2 separate regions of the Arachis hypogaea genome follow, and region 1 is linked to region 2. A link is a contact called in public Hi-C data. All regions are on one chromosome and are shown on one strand. Each heading gives the region's core, a stretch centred on a gene start, on an enhancer-like site or on the middle of the called end of the contact. The rest is flanking DNA. Distances are from core to core; before and after follow the strand shown.

The links. A called contact is a pair of places that touch in the nucleus more often than the background predicts.
Region 1: a Hi-C map of leaf shows a contact between it and region 2, with 4 times the contacts expected there. The contact joins the promoter of LOC112741324 here to the enhancer-like site in region 2. A contact is called at or near these places in 2 of 8 Hi-C or Micro-C datasets (leaf and an unstated tissue).

The regions. Positions count from the first base shown.
Region 1 is chr14:7,980,615-7,985,793 of arahy.Tifrunner.gnm2.J5K5, forward strand. It overlaps LOC112741324 (putative protein FAR1-RELATED SEQUENCE 10), which reads right to left and starts at 3,141. Exons shown (of 4, transcript XM_025790259.3): 1 at 2,727-3,141; 2 at 1,428-2,542; 3 at 905-1,348; 4 at 1-806. The coding sequence starts at 2,447. The coding sequence ends at 195.
Region 2 is chr14:7,930,254-7,935,335 of arahy.Tifrunner.gnm2.J5K5, forward strand. No RefSeq gene overlaps it. Among protein-coding and RNA genes, the nearest start is that of LOC140178451, 11 kb to the right of the region's middle. Within about 2 kb of position 1,703, at least 3 of the 3 cell types and tissues checked have open chromatin away from gene starts, as enhancers often do.

The DNA.
Region 1 (5,179 bases), core at 1,891-4,390, 52 kb after region 2:
ACAATGATGTAAAAAATGATACAAGAAAAATCATATCAATGTACATGTACATGTAAATTAGCCATTTCAAACACATGCTGAAAGTGTTTTGGCAATTTTCCCTTCAAAACTTACTGTTCTGCCATTCTCTGCTTTGCAACTCTTTTCAAACTAGCATATTATGTAATCATGTATATAAAAACCAACACTTCTAACTAACTGGTCGGCGATACAGTCATGTTCATTAGGACTTCATCGGTGTCCGGCAGATTTCTGACCTCATTGAGAATCCTGGTAAGTTCTTTTGTCAGTTCACTTCGAGCATAGTCAGATCGTTCCTTTGTAATCGAGGATTCTGAAAATAAAGTTTCGGCTAGGGACTGGTACTCTTGAAACCACTCCCCATCAGTAATTTGATTGTTGTGATCATCATCAATCAGTAAAGTACATTCCCGTCTCCATCTGCTTAAATAGTATTTGTCAGGCAGCTGAAAGTAATTCTTTAAGATGAACACACGAAGAGCATGTCTGCATAATATCCCAGAGGATTCAAATTCCTTGCAAGAGCAGTGAATTTGTTCGTCTTCGGCCAACCATATTACAAGCCGTTCTCCATCCATACTTTTGAAATGCCGCACAATATACGATCCATTGGCCATCTCAGATGCAGCATATTGCATGGCCAGCAATAACTCTTGCTGCAAAGCATTAAAAGCAAAAGGCGTGAGGATACTCCGTGCATGCTCTTCAACAGGTATGCAAGTTTTCAGATGCATATAGTGAGTCTCCTGATGCGCTTGATGTTGGATGTTCGCAGAAATGCCAATCTGCAACAATTTGAAACAGTGAATAATTATATCACTGGTATAGTAAACAATGCTAGTGCGAGCGTAGGAGGCAAATTACTTCTTACTAGTATACATACCTGCTCGAAAAAGCTACGCAAACATGTTTGTGCGGCGAAGATCCCTTTCAGAAAAGCATCTATTGATTTTGAGTAAGCTATTGTAGACATTCGAGCTAGAAAGTAACCTCTCACATAGGATTGTGCCCAGGATGCTCGAACAGAATACAGTAAACCAATGTGTTTATCTGAACCAAATCCAAACACAGAAATCATGTCTCTCCACTGTAGTTCAAACTCCTCGGTATTCTCAATTTGAATTAATGCATCAAACATGGATTTAAATTCTGCATAGCGTGGCCCAACATGAAGAGAAAACCAACTTGGTACCTTGTATAGAATATTCCATGGTGGAATGACATGTTTAGTTCCTGGATATTCGCTTCTAATGGCATCTTTAAGCCCGGGGTCAAGATCAGTTAGAATTGTTTGTGGACATCTTCCGTTCATGAATCGGACAAAAGTCTGTATCGAGGGATAATCATCATAAGAGGATAATTATAAAGGCAGAAGTAAAATCTTAGAGAGTATGCTAGTAGTAAACCTGCAATGCCCATGAGAAGGACTGAGGAGTTTCATCCTGCAACAAAACAGAACCGAAAAAGATGGTTCTGCCACAGCTATCAATACCAAACCACACTCCAAAGAGCAATCCATAAGTGATTGATCGATATGTCGTGTCGAAATAAACTACATCCCCAAACATAGCATTTGCATTAACAGAGTCACCATATGACCAAGCTACATTTTCAACTTTATCATTCTCATCCACTGTAAAATCATAAACAAAGTCAACATCAACTTCTTTCATGGCTTTGCATGCCTCAAGAAGTTCTGATAGATCGTTTTCTCTCTTCTCACTGAGCAATGCCTCGTTCTCTTGAACAACCTTCTTACGGTTTTGAACAAAGTTCCTCACATCCCTCTCCAAATAGGGCAATTGCCCACCTTGAATCCCCTTTTCCAGCTCTAACATCTTCACTATCCGATGTATCGGAAACCCTGCTTTAGAAAGCAATAGTATGCGCTCTTGATCGGCCTCGTGAATCTTTCGATAAGCCGGAAGAAGGCGCACTTGGTCATCTTCCAATAGCTCATGATTGTGGATATTGCTGAATTGCACAACAAACCACTGGGAAACACCTTCAACCACCTCCTTAGACAGATACATTTTCGCATCGCATCCACACCTAACCGATTTCCTATCTCTATGGTGTTCTCCATTGGGCTTCCTCTTCACCGGGGCGAATCCAGAACGGTAACAAACAAAGTCACGCTTGTAAATCCCCAACTGGGGGCTAACCCTAGACCTTTCCTTCCTAACAGAAAACCCATTCTTTCTAGCAAAATTGCCATAATACTCAAAAGCTTCATCATCACTCTTAAATACCATTCCAACATATGGGGTGATCATGGCACCGGATGAAGCTTTTTCTGCCTTTACCAATTCTTCTGCTCTAGAACCTTCATCAGAATCACCCTCATATGTAATGTAACACTTCCAATCCCCACAAGGGCATTGTTGCCTCCTAATCCATAAGTTTTTTGAAGGTATGGAAGTCATTGTCCAGCTTCAAATTTGAGTGTCGAAATCACTTAAAGTTACACACTTTTAAGCGACCCAGAACCATGTAAGCATTTACAAGCATAAGCAAACACCTAGAAAGAAAAAGACAGACAGAATTGAAAAAGAAAAAGTGGGCAACCTAATTATTTTTAAGAAAAAGAGAGACTTTTTTAATACCACGAAATTTTCAAAGCAAAAGATTGAAAATTGCGGAAATGAGTGAATTTTTTGAGCTACAAAGTTTGAGGGAAGTAGGTATGAGTTGAAGAATCGTACCAGAGATAAAGTAGCAGAGAGTACTTAAACCCCTTCCTTGTTTCTCTAATTCTGATTTGTCTCTTGATCCTCCTGTTGTTTCTGTTCTTTATTACAGGTTCCGAGAATTCCCTCAAAATTGAAGAAAGAAACCATTTTTGGGTGGGAAAGGGGATTTTTTTTTTTTGGGGGGGTGGCAATTTTCGCTTTTTGCTCAACTAAATTGAAATCCACTTTGGATATTGGGCTAGGGTTTTTATGGGCCAATTGAAAAACCAAAAGGATCCAGTCCAAAAAAAAAGAAAACAAGAGGAGAGGTTGTTCTTGTTTGGTTAATTTCATTAATTTGACAGAATTTTGCACAATTATGGAAGTCAATTTCTGAGTTGAAATACTAGATGCAACTTTCTGAGGTTCCTATTCTTGATTTGTGCCTAATTGATGTTATGCCCTTTCTTTTTAATGACACTCTTGCTATTGTTCAACTGGGCCTAAAAAGGTGCTGTAGAATAAAGTGCATTCATATGTGAATTTTGCAAAAGGAAAAAAAAGAAGTTTGCTTTTCATTTTTTGGAAAGGCTGGATTAAAGTGATTGTGATCCCATGATTGTACTAGAAAATGTATGAAAAGTTTTACCATTATATGTTTTCTTATTCAGTATTCCCCCAACAATAATGCACATTCTCACTTCTGATATTGTGAACTAATGTTGTTGAATATGGATAGTGTTGTTCTTATTACCTATTGCCAAAGGAGAAATGGTACAAGGCTTTTGGACAATACATACATGGTGACAAAAGGAGCAGACTCATGCAGAGATTCTCTCTTTTTCTTCATCTTCACCTTTGTATCTTTCTCTCTTTATGTATATGCATTCATGTCTTAATTGGGCATGACTCATGCAGAGATTCTCTTGGACCTATATCCTAACACTGCCAAATACATACATGATTTTAGCAGCAGCCAGCAACCACTCTCTTGGAAGTAGCTATGCATTTTTTTTTTCTTCACTGCAATTGTTTCAACATGATTCTGATCCATCTCAAATAAGTGTCTATCTTTGACTTTTCATTTAGATTAAAAAATAATTGAATTGTGTTAGATTAGAATTATAAAAGTTACTAATTAAGTTACAAGATTACTTTCCATAACAAATCTTTGGAAAGAGAGGGAATATTATCAGTCATGGGGACTAGAGCCACTCAAGTCTCAATCAATGAAGCTCATGTTTTGCATTGTTTGATACTTTGATCTGAATATATATTGAGTGGCACAGTTAGACACAGAAGAAGAACACTGGCAAAAATGGGCCTTCCAACAAAATTGTCACTCTCATAGTAATCAGAGCAAATTAAAGTGATGCATTTAAATTCACAAGACACACATAAAAAGGGATCTGACATCTGAGAGACACAAACAAAATTCTCATTTCTATGTTTTTACTTCTTCACTCAGTACTAAAAATTGATTAAAAATGTTCAAATAGACTCAGACTCTATCTTTCATTCATCTATACTGTATTATATGTGGTGGAGTAAAAGGAATTCCAGTATGAAACGAAGAAAAAAAAAAAGATAACAACTTCATAAATAGTATATATGGAAAGTGCTTTAAACCAAGAATTGCACCTCATCAATGGACTATGGAGGCAATGGGGATTGAGAATAAAGTTATATGTAAACATAACAACACAATATAACGTAGGAAGGGTTTCAAGTGTACTGGTAACACCGATATTCCAGTTGTTTTAACCGTTGATCTAAACTATAAAAAATATATATAATATATATTAATTGAAATCAACGGTTAAAATAACTGGAATACTGGTGTTCCCGACACACTTTAAATTTTTCCTATAACATATAGACATAGTATTAATACCTATGATGAATACGGACACGGGACACGACACGACATACATGCAGACACACGAATATTAGATTCTTATAAGACACGCGTGTAAGACGAATGTCGTATCCGAAATGTATTCAATACGCAGACATGACAACCCAGCAAAGTATCCATGTTTTATAGATTAGGAAAAACTACTAAAAGTACCCATAAAGTTTACGAACGCTGACAAAAGTACCCATAAACTAAGGAAATTAACGATATACCTATGGAAGATGGATTTTGTATGACAAAAGTATCCAAATCCTAATTTTTTGTTGATTTTTTAATAAAATTTCCAAACTACCCCCACTCTCAACCTCAACTCACTTTTCCAACCTTCCATAACCCAACCTGCACCTTTAAAATCTTTGTTATGGAGTTCAAAATTACTTCTATAATAGACCAGGCCGAAATCAATGGTAGTGGTGGTAGAGGACTTCGACCGGTTCTTGGCAGATAAATTTAGTATGGTGAGCTCTTTTTCATTTTTTTTACCACATCCCTTCACACAAAGAAAGCCCCCAAATTAAGAAAAAAAAAAAAGGAAAAAACAACTGAAACGACTAAAAACTGCTTCTTT
Region 2 (5,082 bases), core at 453-2,952:
GTTGTTATGTCCTTAGTTGGATGAAGTGGATCTGATGCAAAATTTGAATATTTATGGTTTGGAGTGTATATTCATTTTTTTTAAAAAATCATGAAGCTTTTTATTTTTTGCTGCTTTAGCTTTTATTATTGTATATTCACGCTTTAACTACACAAATTATATCTTTTTCAACTAATTTTTGTTGAGATAGTGAATTGTCTCTTATCTTAAAAAATTTATGTTTGGCAAATATATGCATTTAAACTATTTTTTTCAATTTTTTTGAAAGCCTCTGTTTCTATAGAATTAAGATAGTTCTTTCTTAGACTCTTCTATTTATGTGAACCTATTATTCTACATAATGAGCATTTAGAGATCAACCATTTTGCATTGTATGCAATGTGCATCCTGTTTTTTTTTTTTAAAAATAGCTATTCATATTTCTTAAATGATTGAGCTATGAAATTTTCAAAAAAACTTGCTTATGTAATATATAATATTCTGTGCTCTTTTGAAAGTCCATAATTGTATTTCTTTTATTATTATTATTATTATTATTATTATTATTATTATTATTATTATTTTGACTGTTGCTCTATTAATGTATATTTATAATTTTACATGACTTTTGTGGTATTATGTAGCATATAAAGTTGGTGACACTGCCATTGCAATGTTAGATGATCTTAATCGTAGGAAATGGCTCTTCCTCTCTGATGTGTGTTATTATCTATGAGACGATGACTATTAATAAATTATAAGGTCAAACATATGGGTCTATACTTGTCGAAGCATGTTTTTACATACAGACAATTTTATATTACTCTTTCAAAAGTTAAAATCAAAATTAAGATTAAGGGTATTAGTTTAGAATAATTCATTCAAGGCAAAAGGTACAATCATAAATGTTGTTTATTGACAATTTAGTTGATTATATATAATTTTAAAATTTATTTAATATGTAATTTTAGATATTTATATTCTTCTATAAATTTGTTACTTTTTTGTAAAAATTATTTTTGGATACTTATTCATTTTAGTTTATAATTTTCCTATCCTGTATTTATTGTAATTAAACGATAATCTTAATCTTAATTTATATGTTTTTACAATTTTTTTAAAAGTAAAATTAGATCATTTTATTCTTACGATCTCACTTAAAATAAAAAATTTATATTTAATTAATTATTCTAACAATAACTTAATATTACCTAATTTTTATTAAATTTAGCATATCTGTGCATCATACAAACATTTCGCTCTTTTAACAACTATAACAACAATGAGCATGAAACTTATTATATTTGTCGTTAATGATTTAACTACGTATAAAGTAATGTTTACTACTATACATTCTATATGATATGATGAGGAGCATATCTTTTATATTTGATGAATAAAAGTATTATTTTCTTTAAATCAATTATGCATAATTATAAAAGATTAGGATTATTTTTGTCCGTTGACATAGAAAATGTGTCCCTAACAATTTAGGGTGTGTCTTTAGTGTTTTTTTGTTTTGTTTTATGTGGATGCACTGTATTTTTGTTTTGATCATGAAGTTCAAGTAATGTCAACAAACGGATCCATATTTTTCTCAGTTTTGATCAAGGTTGCAATGATGGATCCACTTTCAAAAACAGGTACCCAAGGCCCACATTACTTTTTGAAAGCATACGATATATTTTCTACTGCTCTCACTTATATATGGGCCATCAGTCCAAACTAAAAGTGAAAATAAAAACTTCTTTCGTATTTAGTCACCAAAAACACACCCTTTGTATTCTATGAGAGATAGAAAAACGCAATCTATGACCAAAAAGAAAAACCGCAATAATTTTTTATATTCAGACCAAAAAAAGAGAAAATATTTTTTTTGGGTTTACAAAGGGGCCAAGGCCCAAACAAAGAAAACATTGACCGAGACTTATAGGCCAAGAGTTCCAGTATTTAATAGTAGAAAATACTTTCTTATCATACAATGAATAATTGAGCAAAAACAATAATTTTTTTTATGATGAGAGAGGGTTCCTTTACTTCCCGTATGTGTCGTTGATGTAATCTTTTGGGCTTTGTAACTCCGTTTTTGTACAAATAAAAACAATTTTTTTCATATTCAGACAGAAAATAAAAAAGAGAAAACAGCGCCTTCTTATCATGCAATGCGTAATTGAGCAGAAATTGGTCAATTTATTCAACAATTGACAGAAAAACAAAACATATAATTAACTTCTATTGTAAAACAAAAACAGGACAAAAATATTCTAATATACTATTTCAATCACGAATTTTTGTCAGCAATTGTGATGTTGTGAACTAAAATATTTTCCGGTTTAATGGCCAATCCAAGATTTGAAAATTTTATTTTTATTTGTACCATGAACTTAATTAAAATAATAAAAAAAAAGCTATCTTATTTAGGAAGCAATCTATCACATGTCATTGATATATCTGTATGGCATGAAGGGTCACCGTACCTCAATACTTATACACGCAACTCTCCAATCATTTATATGATTACAAAAATGATGTAAAAGAAGAGTTAAATTCTAAAGTGGTTTCTGAGATTCACGAATTATACCGTTTTAATTTCTGACTTATTAATTACGCTGTTTATGTCTTTGAATTTGTTAAAAATACATCAAATTGGTCCTTCACCACATCTCTGACCAGTTTACCTGCCGTCGATAGTGATATAGCACTGAGATGGCAAATGAGTGCCATGCTATCGTTTTACTTTTGGCGCTAAAATAAAACCTTCGTGGAATGACGTTGTTTGACAAATTTTGGAGAACTAATAATAAATAACCCCAACGTTTGTGATCACTTCATCATCATCATCTTCTTTTTCTTCTTTCGAATACCAACACTCCGCGCTATGAAATTCTCAGTCCTGGCTACTATCTAGGGTTTGAAAGGTAAAACCATTCGACTTCGTAGAGTTCGCTCATACTCTGATATTCGTGTGTGATCGTTGTCGTTGACGGAAGAAGAAAGATTTCTTCACGAACACACAAAAGTAAGGTTGTATTGGAAAAAAAATAATGCTTTTCAAGTTAAAATTATGCATCATTGTGTCTGTCTGGTCAGAATTTCATGTAGGTTGATGAAAATTTAAAGTTGTTCGTTATCTGCTAAGATTTTTGTGGACAGTAAAGGAATTTTTTTCATGCTCTGTTTTTTAATGTAATCTTATTTGGGTTGGTTGATGGATGTTTCTGGATTTTTTATTTGTGGTTGAGTGTCATAATTTGTTGTTATATGTGTGAATATGTTTGTTTGATTCTTCAATTTATTTTTTCTTATAATGCAGATAGAGACTTTGATAGATATTATGTTCCATCATGGGGGAACATTTAAAAAGAATAATGATGGAATACTAATGTACTCACTGGACAATAGAACTTGCTTAGGAGATTTAGATGAGGATACATTATTAGATGTCTTCTTCGTAAAAAACTATTACAAGGAGTTTGGGTATGATAAGGTAGTTCAGTGTTGGTGGCTACCTTTGGAAAGGAGTTTAGAAGGTGGACTGAGAGCTCTTACAAGTGATGATGAGTTAAGAAAGATGTGCTTTCATGAATAGAGGAATGATGGAGTTATTGATGTGTATTTTGAGCATGGAGTGTCCACACCAAAATTACTAGTAGGGAAGGAAGTTGTGATATGTCTTGATGATGGAGAAGAATATCTAGTGAGGGAGACTTGGTGAGTAAGAAGAACACAAGTAAGGGTCCTAAATCTGATGCTAATACCTCCAACCCAATTACAGAACCGAATCCAGAATCTGTTTCATTCCCCAACCCAAGCCATGTTGATACAAATGCCAACCTAAGTCCTATCCCGAATCCTATCCTGAACCCTCCTGAAACCAACTCTGACCTATTTCAAACCCTACTAATGCCAAAAATTCATCACTATTTTTGTGTGTGGCATCTGTGAAAAAATATAAACAATAAAAAGACCTTGAGTTGAGAGGACTTCTTTAAAGATGTGCCATATCAACAACATTCCTTGATTTCATTGACAATTTGAACAAGATTAAGAGGGTGAATGAGGAGGCTTGGGATTATCTCAACACATGGCCTGGAAAGTCATGGACAAAGTCACAATTCAGCCATAAGCCAAAGCTGGATAACATTTGTAACAACACCTATGAGATTTTCAACACAAAAATCAAAGAGGCAAGAAGCAAACCCATCATCACATTACTTAAAGAGGTGAGAATGTTTGTCATGAGATCTACCGCAAAGAATAAGGTAAAGTTGGCCAATCATGTTAGCAAATTTCCCTTATAATTTAAAGTTGCTTAGAGAAAGTCAGAAAACAATTAAAGAATTGGGTCCTTATCCAGAATGATGATGAAAACTATGAAAAATTTGAGGTACATGGTCCTCTAACAAAGATGGTGGTGGATCTTAGAAAAAGAGTATACACTTGCCAATTCTAGATGTTAACTGGTGACTTTTAAAGCTTATTGTTACTTACCTTTTAAAATTTGTGTATTAATTAATTTGATGATGATCTCACTTAGCATTTGTGTAACTAAATATAGGTATTCTCTGTGTTCATGTTTATGCTGCCCTTGCAAGGGTGAACAAGAGACCGGAAGACTTTTGTCATAATCTGATAACTATGGATTCATATAACAAGACTTATGCCCATCACATTAACTCTCTTCCTGGCCAATCATTATAGGAGAAATCTGTGTACAGTCAGCCATAAGTCCCTAATATTAGGAGGCTAGGAGCTCTAACAAATAAAAAAAAAGAAAGGATGCTGATGATGAAGGCAATGGTGGTAACAAGAAAGTCAAACCAAGTGAAAGTTTGAAAAGACATTTAAAGACATTCATATGTAAATATTATGGAGTAAAAGGGCATACTAAGAGAAGATGCTCAAAGAAGAGAATAGATGAAGTAGTTGTTACTGTTGCAATTGCAAAGACTACTATAGCTAAAGCCAAATCCAATATCACTGCTTCTGCTTTTGGAGTTGCCTCTCAACCTACTACTGTTGCTGCACCTGTTGATAATCCTCCTGCTCATGTTGATAATACTGCTGATGTTGGGATAATCAAGATCTTCCACCACCAATGGA